2 separate regions of the Zea mays genome follow, and region 1 is linked to region 2. A link is a contact called in public Hi-C data. All regions are on one chromosome and are shown on one strand. Each heading gives the region's core, a stretch centred on a gene start, on an enhancer-like site or on the middle of the called end of the contact. The rest is flanking DNA. Distances are from core to core; before and after follow the strand shown. Region 1 holds the start of LOC100283858 (60S ribosomal protein L27). Region 2 holds the start of LOC100502266.

Evidence for each region. A called contact is a pair of places that touch in the nucleus more often than the background predicts.
Region 1: a Hi-C map of tassel shows a contact between it and region 2, with 4 times the contacts expected there. The contact joins the promoter of LOC100283858 here to the promoter of LOC100502266 in region 2. A contact is called at or near these places in 4 of 25 Hi-C or Micro-C datasets (ear, endosperm, leaf and 1 more).

Annotation. Positions count from the first base shown.
Region 1 is chr5:42,661,933-42,668,715 of Zm-B73-REFERENCE-NAM-5.0, reverse strand. LOC100283858 (60S ribosomal protein L27) reads left to right here and starts at 2,081. Exons shown (of 1, transcript NM_001291614.1): 1 at 2,081-2,666. The coding sequence starts at 2,142. The coding sequence ends at 2,555.
Region 2 is chr5:42,327,186-42,334,030 of Zm-B73-REFERENCE-NAM-5.0, reverse strand. LOC100502266 reads left to right here and starts at 5,362. Exons shown (of 8, transcript NM_001323891.1): 1 at 5,362-5,664.

The sequences.
Region 1 (6,783 bases), core at 832-3,331, 340 kb before region 2:
CCAGTGTAACGTAATAATTGGGCATCAAAATGCTACGTGAATGGCGACAGCAACACGCCAACACCTGTCGATCGTTGCTATACATCGTAGCCCAGGAGAGATCCAGCAGGCCGAGGCGCACCACTGCTACTGCTATTGAGCCAGCAGTGAGCACCGCTGCACAGGAGCAGGCCAAGGCACAATGCGGCTGACGGACATGGCTGTACCGCACTGCGCCACTGCCAGCCGGGTACCCGAACGTATTAGTATCCGAGTAGTTGCCGTGTAACACTGATTCCATATTCTACCCGTACCCGAAAGTTAAATATCAGGCTAGTACATGTATCCAACCCGACATAAAAATATATGTATCTGTATCCAAAAATTCGAGTAATTTTGGTACCCGTATCCGGTACCCGTCCCATTTTCACCCCTAGAGTGGACATGGGCACCGATGGATGATAGAGCGGTTGAGGCAGAAGACAAGAGACCATCCGAGGCGAGCCAAATACATCAGCGAGGCGTTTAGTGTGTCCTCGACAACGGCACCAGAGATGGGAGCCGACCAGGGCTGGAAACGAGCTAAGCCAAGCTCGGCTCGGCTCAGCTCGATGCGGCTCGATGATTGAATGGGCTCGACTCGGCTCGATATTGGCTCGCGAGCTAATTCCTAATACTGATTATTGCATTATTTAGTGAATTAACATTATATAAATTTGAAATATGGAATCATCATTCAATATTATGAGTAATTTAAATTATAAAGTGTAATATATTCGCCATTAAAGACTAAAAAAACAAGCTATTATCCATAAAATTATCTAATATTAATCATTATTCGGAATCAAACAATTTGGCGCGGCTCGCGAGTCGAAATGAGCCGGCTCAGCTCGACTCGCTGAAAAAATGAGCTCGAGAAATGGGCTCGGCTCGTTCGAGGCTCGTGAGTCGCTTCGAGCCGAGCCGAGCCGAGCCACTCTAAATTCGAGCCGACTCGTGAGCCTCGAGCTTATTTTTCAGCCCTAAAACCGACAACTAAATGATAAGGATTTTTAGGTGTAACGGCAGGGAGCGCACGTCCCTCATGGCTCCTGTTTCGTCGCCCGCTTCTATGGGGGTTCGAGCCTATCATATTTTTGTTGTCCTTGTTCGATCATATATGGATGGAAGCTTATCTCGAAAATTATTTGTTTATGAGATGCTGGAGGAGAGGAATGGATCTACATGCTTTGTGCATGACAAACGGGACAGTGGAAATGATGGAACAATGAAAACTTGTATTTTAGGCTACCTTCAATAGATCGCACATAAGGCCATACAAAAAAACTGTTGTTTGCATTGTAGACATTATTGTTTATTTAGTAAAGTTTGAAATATATACTACTGTATATTTCAATAGTTTAAACTTTGCAAAACTCACTTGACCAAATCATCCACACTCATAACAATAACTAAATCCACCAAACAAATTGCACCCAAATTTAACACCATTAAATTCAACGGTTCAGAACATTAGATAACTTAATATCTATTACTCACGTAAATCAAATAGACAATATTATTTGGATCATTCTTCATCCTCTCCCCGTGACCCCACCGCCATAGCCTCCCCCAGTCCCTCTTCTATTGTGACCCCGCCGGCCCCTCCCCCTCCTCTCACTCGTGTCACTGCCACCATCGACTTCTTTCCTCATCTGATCGAGATCGTAGTGTTAGAACAAACTATATGCTATAAGAAGATAAGATAGGAGATGACATAGTTGCCTCACACAACCTTAAGGAGTAGAGAAGAGATGAGACCGGTGTTGAGCTGCAGAGCTGGGGCACATGAAGGAATGCTGGGATGGAATTTGGACTGGCCGACTGGATCTTTTTCTGTACGACAAAGAAAAGCTACAGTAGTGCTCATGTTGGGCCTTGGGCCATTGACGACGAGCCTTACATCAGACCCAGAACTACTTCATCCCGCGCCCCCTGAAGCTCGAGCACGGCAGCACCGTCCGATCCTGGATCCAACAGCCGAAACCCACCCACCTGGAAACCCTAGCGCCGCCACACTATATAACCTTCTCTCTTCGCCGTGCTCCGATTTGACACACCTCCCAAACCCTACACTCCCGGCGGCGGCGGCGGCGGCGCAGCAGCGGCAGCAGCATCCGAAGATGGTGAAGTTCCTCAAGCCCGGCAAGGCCGTTATCCTCCTCCAGGGCCGCTTCGCCGGCAGGAAGGCAGTTATCGTGCGCGTGTTCGAGGAGGGCACCCGCGACCGCCCCTATGGCCACTGCCTCGTCGCAGGCCTCGCCAAGTACCCAAAGAAGGTGATCCGCAAGGACTCCGCCAAGAAGACTGCGAAGAAGTCGCGCGTCAAGTGCTTCATCAAGCTCGTCAACTTCACTCACCTCATGCCCACCCGCTACACCCTCGACGTCGATTTCAAGGATGTCGCCACCGGTGGGCCCGACGCACTCTCTACCCACGACAAGAAGGTCGCCGCCTGCAAGACGGCCAAAGCGCGCCTTGAGGAGAGGTTCAAGACCGGCAAGAACAGGTGGTTCTTTACCAAGCTCCGCTTCTAGATGCTCGGCCTCCCGAATAGTCCTGCTTTAGCTGTCGATTTGTTGTATCGGACACACTCCATCTCTGTTTTCGTATTACCATGAATATTTCGTGTTTAGTCCTGGGGCTCTCAGAGATAAATTTGCTAAGATATGCCGTTGTTGTGTTACATGTTTTCGTGATAGGTCTGGTTAAAATTTTGTTCTGTTTTACGGCTTGCGGGTTTCTTGTTGGTGCCAGACATTTGTGATGCATCTTGTTAGTAGTGTTTCATCAAGTATGCTCTTTTGTTTCTCCTGATGATCTGGTTAATTATGAAAAGTAGAAATGTAGCATAAGGTATACAAATATATTATGTATAAAACCATATTAGTTTAATTGATATATGTCTAAATTACGATTATTAGAATGAAATTCAATTTCATGTATTCAAAGGGGGTCTTAGCTGAATTGAGCTAGTGGCCCTGGGCTCTATGGAATTGTTGAATGTTCAATTTGTGTCTTTAGGATTAACTGTTTCATCAAGTAGATGACAACAAATATTGGCTACAATCTTATTTATCCTATTGATTAGTTTGTTAAACTTGTAATGTCGGGTTGATTGCGAATATTAAACTTCCATGGAAAATCATGCTTTACTTAGATGCTGTTTGACTCCCTGTCAAAGAATTTTTTTAATACTGTTCATACTGCCTTTCGGAGCTGGGTAGTCATTCCTTTCCAAATATTTTTGAGTAACATTAGGGAAAATTTGATACGTTCGAATCGAAGCGCTGTTGGCTATCACATTGGATGCTGCTTCATTCATTGTCTTGTAATTAATGGGCAGTTAGTTTTAGTTTCTCATTTGTTTGTTGATCATGCTTGTAGCCTCTTGTTATCTTTTATTTACTCGTGAAATAAAATACAACGGATCCTAAGAATTCTACTACCTTCGTTCCATTTTATAATTTGTTTGACTGGCTTTTCAAAAAAAATCGTAATTATTATTAATTTTTACTGTGATATCGTTTAGTATATAATATATTTTAAATATGGCTTTGAATTTTCCATTTTCTTGCAAAAAAATTGAATAAGATGAACCGGTCAATCTCGGTTCAAAAAGTCAAACGAATTATAAATTGTGACATGTGAGTAGAATAGAATATACCGTGGAGTAAAGCAAATAATTCATGTAACCTTCTGAGGCTGGGTATGTTTTAATGTTGCCTTTTTAAACAAACGTGTTAGGTGTTATTTCACCTAGAACCTCTTGTAATTTGGTACGCATTTTGATTGCTTTGGCACATTTTGCTGCTCGTTACTATTGTGTTGTTTGCTTTACAAGTTCAACATTGTCTTCCTGGTTACAATTTATCAATGCGTTTGGTACCAGTAAACCTTATTTTATAACTTAATTCGTGCACCTCAAAATCTTATTTGAACGGAATCTGGCATGAAAATGACCAAATCCCAGTTTCGAACCTATTTCAGAATGTATTTACCTACAGCTGAGATTTCTGCAGTTTCAGTCTTCGCGCGGGACAATAATTGGTTCCGTGAATTTCATCTTACTTTTTGGTCTTCGGAATTGTTGTACAGATAGTTCTATATCTTCTGTTGCTGTTCAAATCGTAACAGCAGGATAAAATATTCTGCTATATAAACTACTCTTGAACTGTATCCTGTTCCTCTGTGACAAGACATGAACAATGATCAATATTTCCAAGAAATGTATAATGGGAAGAGCGAGTGATCTAATTTAAAAAATTGAGGTTAAAATGGAGGAAAGGTAATAGTTGTGTGCGATTGGAATGTGGTTAAGAGGACCTTCAATAGTTTTTTTAAACTTTGCTTTAAATTTTTATTTGGAGAGTTATTTGGGTAAAAGTTATTTTCTATTTTTATTCTCATATTTTCTATATTTTATGTGAATCGTGTTGCGTTACCTTGCGAGAAAGACTATCAAGATCTATGGATCTCCCATTCTCCCTGGAGAACAAGACCACACCCCCATGCAAACCAAAAAAAATCTGTCACTCGGGTGAGACCTTGCTTTGCTTTCTATGAACAGGGTCAACCTGACGCCACCTTTCCTCACCTACCTGAATAAAATGAATTTCTCCTCCTTATAGTACGGTGGGTACTCAGCAAGAGGAGGAAAGATGCAAAGCTTAGCAAGGATAGGCTGAGAGTTTAAGAGGTTGGCATTTTGCATTTTAGTTGGTTAAACTTTTATTAACAACATCTATTTACTAAGTGTATGTATTTACCAAAACCCAATTAATCAATAGTATTATTCATCACCACGAAGCCACTTAAGCAAAACGCTTAAGTGAACCACTTGAATCAAAAGGATTCACGATTTAATCTCCATCTTTAAATTTGATTATCATGTGAGGGTCCAGGCTTCTCTTAACCGTGAGCACGACTAATATATCCGTTTTTTACATCCAGTAGAGGTTGTACAACTTTACTCACAAGTCGTGTATCTCCTCTAGTCTAGGTTCGTGCCTCCCGTATTTACTTCTGAGGTGAATGGCTAGGGATTCACTACGAGGCTTTCACAAAACACGCTTAATACGAAGCAACCTGCAAGGATTCTAAGTCGGTGTGGAGGCCCTCTAGGCGAGGCAGCTTAGCTAAGACAACATCCCCATGGTAACGTGAGCTACCACCATCGCCCCATTTACATATATTTCAAGTAAGGTTACTAGACACTAAGTATATTAGGTTAGTTGCCAAAGCCAGAGTCATGATGACACTCGTGGTTGCACAATTTTCCTGGGTGGTCACTCCATGTTCCAATTTTAACACACATGATTTGTTTATTATCCAATTAAACACCATGATAGCTCAAGTTTAATCCTTGGAACATTAATAGCATAAAAGGAGTGACATCATTAAGCTGAGTTAAAGCATGAGCAACTAATATGCAAAGCATAAAGCCCAAGTTTAATCAAGTTATGGGTTGGTAAAGACTAGTAATTGCTAAGTAGGTGTTGGGGGCCTTCGACTTCTGAAGGTCCTCAAAAACATGATTTAACAATGCCTCTGGAGTATAATGTGTGGACAGGGATCTTCGAACAAGAGCCCACGATATGAAGAAACACGGAAACAATACGAAGGATGGAACAGAGCCGAAGCTGTGCGCAAGGGAGCTTCGGCATGATGGCAGAAAATATGAAACCGACTTAAAGAGGAAAAAACTATCTAGACCCAAATAGATTACTATAGAGTTATTTTCAAAAGCAAGGGGCCTGAATGTAATTTTGCATGGGCTACGACCCGTGCCTATAAATAGGTGAACAGTATTCCCGTACTGTTCACGCTGGCTTGGCATTCGTTTTCGCGTCACGCTTGTACCCTTGCTTTCCTTCGAGCCAAAGATACATTTATAATTTGTTATTGTTGATATAGTAACGCAAATAAAAATAAGTTGATAATAACGTTTAAAGTGTTTATATTATTTTTCATATCTTGCATATGAATCCTTCTTCATCATTTATTATGCTTATGAAGGTTTTTCCTTCATAACCTTCGTTCGAAATTCATTATATCCGAAGGGAGATAATGCTTCGAAGGACGAAGGACTTTAACATTTAACACTTTCTGTGTTGCCTTGTTCTTAACTCTTAGCATTTGAGAACAAGTCCCCAACATTGGCGCCCACCTCCGGTGAACTCACTTCCACTTTTTGAGTTTCGAACACCTTCAGCAAGCATAGACCTTCGTCATGCCGCCAAAGAAAGCTTCAGCAACAGGGGCTGCCACTCTGCAGCCGCTGGACCCAAACCAGGAGACCCTCTCTCTTCGGGAGGCCCGAAGCCAGAAGAGGAAGGCCACCAGTCCAACGCCTTAGGAGGACGACTTGGATCAAGAGATCAGAAATATGGAGATGCTCCATCAGCAGGTGCAAAGGAAGAAGGAAATGATGGCTAGGCTAGCTGACCTGCAAAGGCAGATAGACGAAGCCTCTGAAGAAGTTCGTCATCTTGCTCAAGATGAACAGAACCGAAGGCCCCAGCACAGAGAGCTTCATCAAGAGGGCTTTTTCAACGAGGATGACTGGTATGAGGATCTCCATCATGGAAATTTTGCTTTTGATGATGCTTCTCCTCTGTCAGCAGAACTGCAGGCTACACCTTGGCCTCCGTCTTACAAGCCACCTCAACTCTCCATGTACGACGGACACTCAGATCCGAAGCAGTTTCTGATGAGCTACGAAGCAACGATATCTTCCTATGGTGGCAATACTGCAGTTATGAC
Region 2 (6,845 bases), core at 4,113-6,612:
ATCAACTCTCTAGCAAAACCATCGGAAACCCCAAGTCCTCCCATGGCAGTACCTAGTTTCCTCTTCTTAGAGGATGGGGCGGCCGCCGGCGCAGGGTCGTCTCTAGTCTCCACCACCGGCTTCTTCCCACGGCGGTCCACATCGTCTTGACCGGGATAGCCGTCATACGGCAATTGATTCAATTCAAAAACCCTGTTCAGACGGTCATTCGACCCACGGATTTCCCAGCTGCGCTGGCCCTCTGTCCTCGGCACGTAACGACCAACGAGCCGCACCGCCCCATCCTCCGCCTCACGCACAAAGGCGGCCGGATCGCGGCTTTGCAGATTTAGCGCGAAGGCGGTACTTCGCACCACCCTACCACCATGGAAAGGCATCTGGCGAGGGCACACTTCGCCCAACGCCCAGCCATGCGCCAAGGGCCATACCCCGTACGCCACAAATTCTTCAACCAAATCGCGCCCACTGCTCAGGCCGGCGGCGCACCGAAGGGCCCCTTCGTCCGCATCCTCCTCCGCCACCTCAAAGGGCGGGTACGCCGAGTAAAAATGAGAACACATCTCGGACACGGGGAGTCCCTCATGGTCTTCGACGGTACCCTCAGCAACGTAAAACCAAAACTCATTCCAGTTGCCCCACTTGTTGCGGGCGCAAGGAACCAACTCGACTACCTGCATCGTGGTCTTGCCGGTCTTCGGCGTAAACGTGCAAGACCCAAACTGAGCAACTTCATCTCCAATCATCCTCTTCTGCCAGTGCAAGCAATAATACTTCGCAAAGACTTCGACCGATGGCTGTCCGCCGTACGAAGTCGTCGCCCAGACATACTTCGACAGAGCCACCACGGCGTTCGGTGTCAGCTGATGTATCTGAACGTTAAACCTACGCAGGACTTCGCCAACAAATCGGTGCACAGGCAGGCGGAGACCGGCGGCGAAGAACGCCTCGAACACAACCAACTCGCCCTCTGGCTCGGGGACTTCCTCCGTCCCCGGGACACGAGCAACTCCGCCGCCGAAGTAACCCAACCGCTGCATATCTTGCACGCGAACCGACGACATCCGCGACACGCCAAAATCCACAGAATCGCCGGCGCGCAACTCCTCCGCCATCAAACTACTCAGCGTCTCCTCAGACGAGGCGTTGGCCGGCGTAGCGGCAGCGGAAGAAGAGGAGGTCGGCATCGCTACGTACCGTCGGCGGCGGCGGGCGGTCTGCTTCACTCGAGCCAGATCTCCGGCGAACAAGAGCACGGCGGGCAGACGAGCAACAAGACGGTGAAAAAGGCGGCTAGGGTTTTCACGGAGCGCGGAAAGTGAAGTTCAAAAAGCGCCGACCCCCGCCCCCTTTTATAGACAGGGCGCGGCGCTTCGGGAAACCCGCAATCCAACAGTACGCTGTCAATCAACGGTCATGCCAAAAACCCCCGCGGAACCACTTCGAGCGAGGGCAGCGTCTCCGCCATCTAGCGACGTCTTCGGCACCAGGTGACTTTGTCGAACTGGTCCCTCGGAGGGCAAATGTTGGGGCGAAGGCAAAGACGCCACCCTTCGCTCGAGGCCTTCGCTGCAGTCGCTGGTCTGATAGAGACAAAACGGGCAGGGACACCTTTCGCTCTATTCGGCACCAGACGAAGGCCTGCGACGGCGTCATCCCAGAGTGCAGCCTCGCCCAGCTCAGAGGCCCACGTGTGATCCGGTCCATTGTAACGGGCCCTGCGTGGCCGCCGCGTGTTACGGGCCCAATTTGTAAAGGCATCCCTGTAATTACAGTCTGTAACCCTGCTTTATGGGAATATTCTGGGGATAACCTAGGTAGCTGAGGGCACATGCGTCCTTAACACAAGGCGTTGGGCGCTCAGGTACCTATAAATACCCCCGCACAGTGCCCGTGAGAGGCCAGATTAACAGAGCTATTGCCATCTTGCGCGTAGCCCTGTTGACGTCACTGTTCACCCTTGTTGGCCCCCCTTGCGACCGAGAGCAAGTTCCAACAGATGGGTCCTCTGCTCCTGGCTTGCAGGAGGTAGTCTTCGCTCGGAGCGTTGGAGGTTGCGCTTTTTCCTGCTTCGCTCCGGCTTTCCCGGAGATTGTTGAGGAAGGTTTTCTCTCCGGCGGATCCGCGATGCGATGTAGAGTTCCCTCTTCGTCTGCTACGGATGAAATGGTTCCGAAGCAGAACACACACACGGGGCGGAAGATGATCTTGTGCTGGAAAGTAATGGCCATTGAGCTAGCTTGGATCAGTGACACCCCCCTACCTGGCGCGCCAGCTGTCAGTGTTTTGGGTCCGACCGCGCACCAGGGTTGCCCCTTGAGGTGCTTTTTGGAGTAGGACGGTGTTACCGACTGTAGCTCGATGGTTCGTGCCAGATGCACGAGAGACAGTAGACAATCTTGTACAGGTTCGGACCACTTTGAGATGCGTAACACCCTACGTCCTGATGTGGATCTTTTATGTGGTGGGTTACAAGGGAGTTCTCTAGTATGAGAGATGCTAGAGAGCTGAGTAGTGAGGTGTTTTTGAGGGGATGCCCCCTAGGCCTTATATACTCGACCATGGGGCGTTACATGCGGATGTGATAACAGCGTGTGCCTAAGTAATAGTGAACCGACTGAGCTTATCTTCCTATAATCCCACCGACTTATCGTCATTCAGTTCCGACGTCTGAGGATGTCGCGCGGGAGAGTCATGTCGTTGCTGTGGACGTCGTTCAATCCATTGGGTCGTCCGGGCTTGAGTTGATCCAATCTTGCGTCAATCCACTTTGCTAGACGTTCCTCCCCAGGCCCACGAAGGGATGGCCTCGCGAAATATTAGGCCCAAGGCCTTTCGCTAGGTCTTCTAGCCTTCTAGTGGACCCGGGGATATTTGTCCCCCACAAGGGGTCGCTGACGAGGAGGTCCCACGTGTCGGCGCAACCAGGTCACGGCGTGGGTGGGCTGGTGGTGTTGGGCAGCGCGATGAGGAGACTGGGCCGATAGTGGAATGGGCCCAAGCATGTAGGGTTCCTGTTTTTTTTTCTTTTTTTTCCTTCTATTTCAATTTCCCAAATTCAAATTCAATTACGAATGCAAATCAAATTCACATCTTTGTTTCAAATCTTAATGCACAATCAAAAGTAAAACTCCAAGATGAATGCATCATTTTAATTTTTTTATTTTAATTATTTCCTTCTCTTTATTTAGGCAAAGGCCTAAAATATGACATGCACACACATTATTTCTTTTTAAGGGAATAAAATTTCTAATGTAAATTATATATACTAAGAGCATCTCCAACAACGTGACCTATAAAAATGCCCTATAATTTGAAAATAAGTATATTTTATAAAATTTAGGGCACCAACAAAACACATCGCTCCAACAGTAAAGCCTCAAATCTAGATTATAGGGCAGCCCACTACGGTGTAGTATACTTGAGTCACTTGAGAGGGTGCCCTATAGTTTTTCACAAAAAAATATGAAATATGACACTGTTGGAGTAGTTTTTCCTGTGTAAAGCCCAATATTTCAATTTGAGGCACTAGTTTGAGGCATTGTTGGAGATGCTCTAAGAAATAATTTTACACAACCCTTTTATATGACCCATTTTATATCCTCCAACCAAGGATAATTTAGTGTCTTTTATTTAGTCTCTTATTAGAAACGTATTTAATTTGGGAGAAATTACTTTGGAGGTAAGTAAATCATTATGAAAAGGTCTCTTAAATTAGAATATTTGAAGACTTTTTCATACCTCTAAAATTGTGATTTTGAGGTGTTACAAGTAATACTCCTGGCACTAACGAAAACACAAATCAAGAATATTATCAATACTACTTGTCTACTTTGCGAAATAGAATTTCAAATGGGTGGTTCAGTGCCTTGATATACTGAATGGGAGATATATATAAGCCTTAATGACTGTATGATCACTGAACGTTCTCAAGCCATAAGTAAACGTAGAATGCCATTGCCTACTACTCTTATTACTACTCATGGTTAGCAAGTAGTAACCTAGTGGTATATTACATAATGTTTTATTGCTACACATATGCTACATATAAACTATTTTTTTGTTACACTAGCACCTCCTTAATTCCAGTCCTGCGTCCGCCGCTGAAAACACACGACGACTTTTGCTGACTTCCATATTTCTAGATACTTCGTAGAAGTTTGAACTCCCAAAAAAAATGCTAGTTAGACCTCAACATTCAACTAACACTTTGCACAAAAAAACTGGACATGCATGTATACATATGAAAAGATTGAGCATCCGAGAAAATTTCTTGACACTGGACAAATAATGCCTGTTGCCAGTATTTTAGCTTGTGCGCTAAAAAAAGGCACTGTTTGGAAAGTTTTTACTGCTATACACCGAGTTTAGGAGTACAACATAAATGGTTCCAAGTCACGTTTAGGACAAGTAAGCAATGCCGTTGGACATCACCAATAATCAGCGCAACGAATTGATTAGTGTACCTTAAATAACCGTGGCGCTAGAACCCGCCCGCGGAACATCCCCATCCATTCCACGAGCCATCATTCATTAATCGGAGATACTTGCTCATACAGTCATACCACGACCCAGCCTGAAAGCAAAGCGAGAAAGGAAAAAAAAGGCAGGGGGGGGGGGGGGGGGGGGGGGGGCAGTTGCCCTGCAGATTCTCCTTGCATTCCGTGTCCCTCCTAATCCTACCGTCCAAATTAATCCGCCGCTCCACTCCCCGGTCTCCACACACCACCCAAATTTCTTTTTTTTTCTTCCTCATCTCGTCTATGCATTAGCAGCCGACGCCATCCAAAAAAATAACCCATTAATTAATCAATAGGATAAATGATTTATTTATTTTGAGGAGATGATTAATTATCTATTATATTACCCCAGGAAAAAAGCACGTACTCATCTACGGCCCTTTTCCCCCACCGCACTTGATTATCCCTTCATGTTTTCACTTTTCAATAAAACCAGAATATTTTCTCATTCCTTGGGTGACAATATTTTTTTTATTATCCGGAGTGCTGTTCAGTTGACGTGTGAGTATGAATGAAAAAGAGATAGCAAAGGATATAATCGAGAAGAAAACAAGGGAAGTGAACTGGAGACGAACTCCAACCTGGTTCGACCGCACCGAGATGCGGACACGCAGTCGCCCACGCGCCCCCACCGGTTCGCACCGCCCCACGCCTACGCGCGCACGGGGGCTCGCCCCCGGCCCTCGCAGACAACTGGCTCCCACCAGACCCTGGCCCCACAATACAGTGAGATAAACCGTCGTGAGTGGGATTCGTTTGGTGCGCGTAGCGCGGGGGCAGTAGCCACGAGCTTGAGCGCTATAAATTCAGCCCCACCCCTGGCCTCCTGCCCTCACACCCACCCTTCCTCCTCCTCCCTCCTCTCTTTCTCTCACCAAGTCGTTCGTCACGCAGAGGACCGGACGCTCGTGAGAGGCGAGACGAGCAATCGAAAGCCGGAAGGAAGCCTAACCTCTCTTCCAAAGCCAAACCGAAAAGGGAAAAAAAGTATTGTCGAAGAGAAAAGGAAAAAAATAATAAAGGAACACAAGCAGCCCACCGGCGCATCACAGGGGAAGCAAACAGGGGAGAACCCTAGTCAACAGACGCCGCCGCCCTCCCTGGCTGGATCTGGCCGCCGTCTCCTCCGCCGCCCGACGATCGCCTGGTACGGAGATCCTACCCCCCAATCAGGACCATTAGGACTGCTGTGTCACAGTCTCACGGAACGGACGGATTGGAACGGAGCGGGATCCTTAGCGCGTCGCGTGCCCGCCGGGGTGGGTGAGACGCGGCGCGGTTAGTTAAGAGGACGGACTGATTTCCAATTTCATTTCTCCGGACTGCTTGGGATGCCGAATTCGCGCTTTTAGCGCAGCGAGGACACCTTTGTTTTTTAATTCTTCCGCGGGGTGATTATGCCAAATCTGAAAGCGGAATGGGATCAAGGCTATGGCCGGGTTGCCGAATCTACCAACTGTTACGGTGCGATCCTTACTTTATAGGAAGAATTTAGCGATATTTATTGATTCAAGGCAGGCTATAAATACAGTCCGTAGATCGAGGAAGGCAGAGGTAGTGTTATCTAGAAGGGAGTAGAAGTTAAGGCCCCTTTCCTCTGGAGTGAAATGTGCTGTTGGGATGGTCCTTCTGTTATTGCTCTGCTGTTCAGCTAACTTTCCTGCTGAGATTAACTTAAACCTAGTTTCTTCTAAGAGGTCGTATCCTGTGCAATCTGTTTCTCCAAGCGTGCAGTTACATGATTTAAGCCATCTAATGCATACCTTCAACCCGTCCCACCTCACCCTCTATCTCTTTAATCCTTGCTGGGTTAAACGTAAAATTATCTGTCACCATTAGATATGCGTTAGATGGCTAATTGCAAGCTTGCACAACTTAACAGATTGCGCAGCACACATCCACTTCTTCTATTGCTTTGACCTAGGGTTAACTGCTATCTAATGTTTCTGTTACTATCTTGTCATTTATTTATATATGCAGGGATACATTGTATCCTGTTTTAGTCAGGTCCTAAGTTAGATCAACATTAAACTGTTGATGCGTTTGTTTGAGATTAGGAACAGGTGTTGCCCATGGGTTTTGAATATTTCCTTAAGAAAATTACCCTTTTAGTCATGTTAGATTGCATCAGCTCGCAAGTAGAAGGCCGAAATATTCAGTATTCTCCTGTTCTTATGTGTCCTGTTTTTCAGTTACATCTACATCCACAGTTGTGATATAGCTGAAAGAAACTGTGCTAGAATTGGACTGGTTCTAGTTACATTTGTCAAAAGTGTATACTGTACATCCTGTGCTCTTGGCTTCCCATTCTGAGTACATGTGCACTAT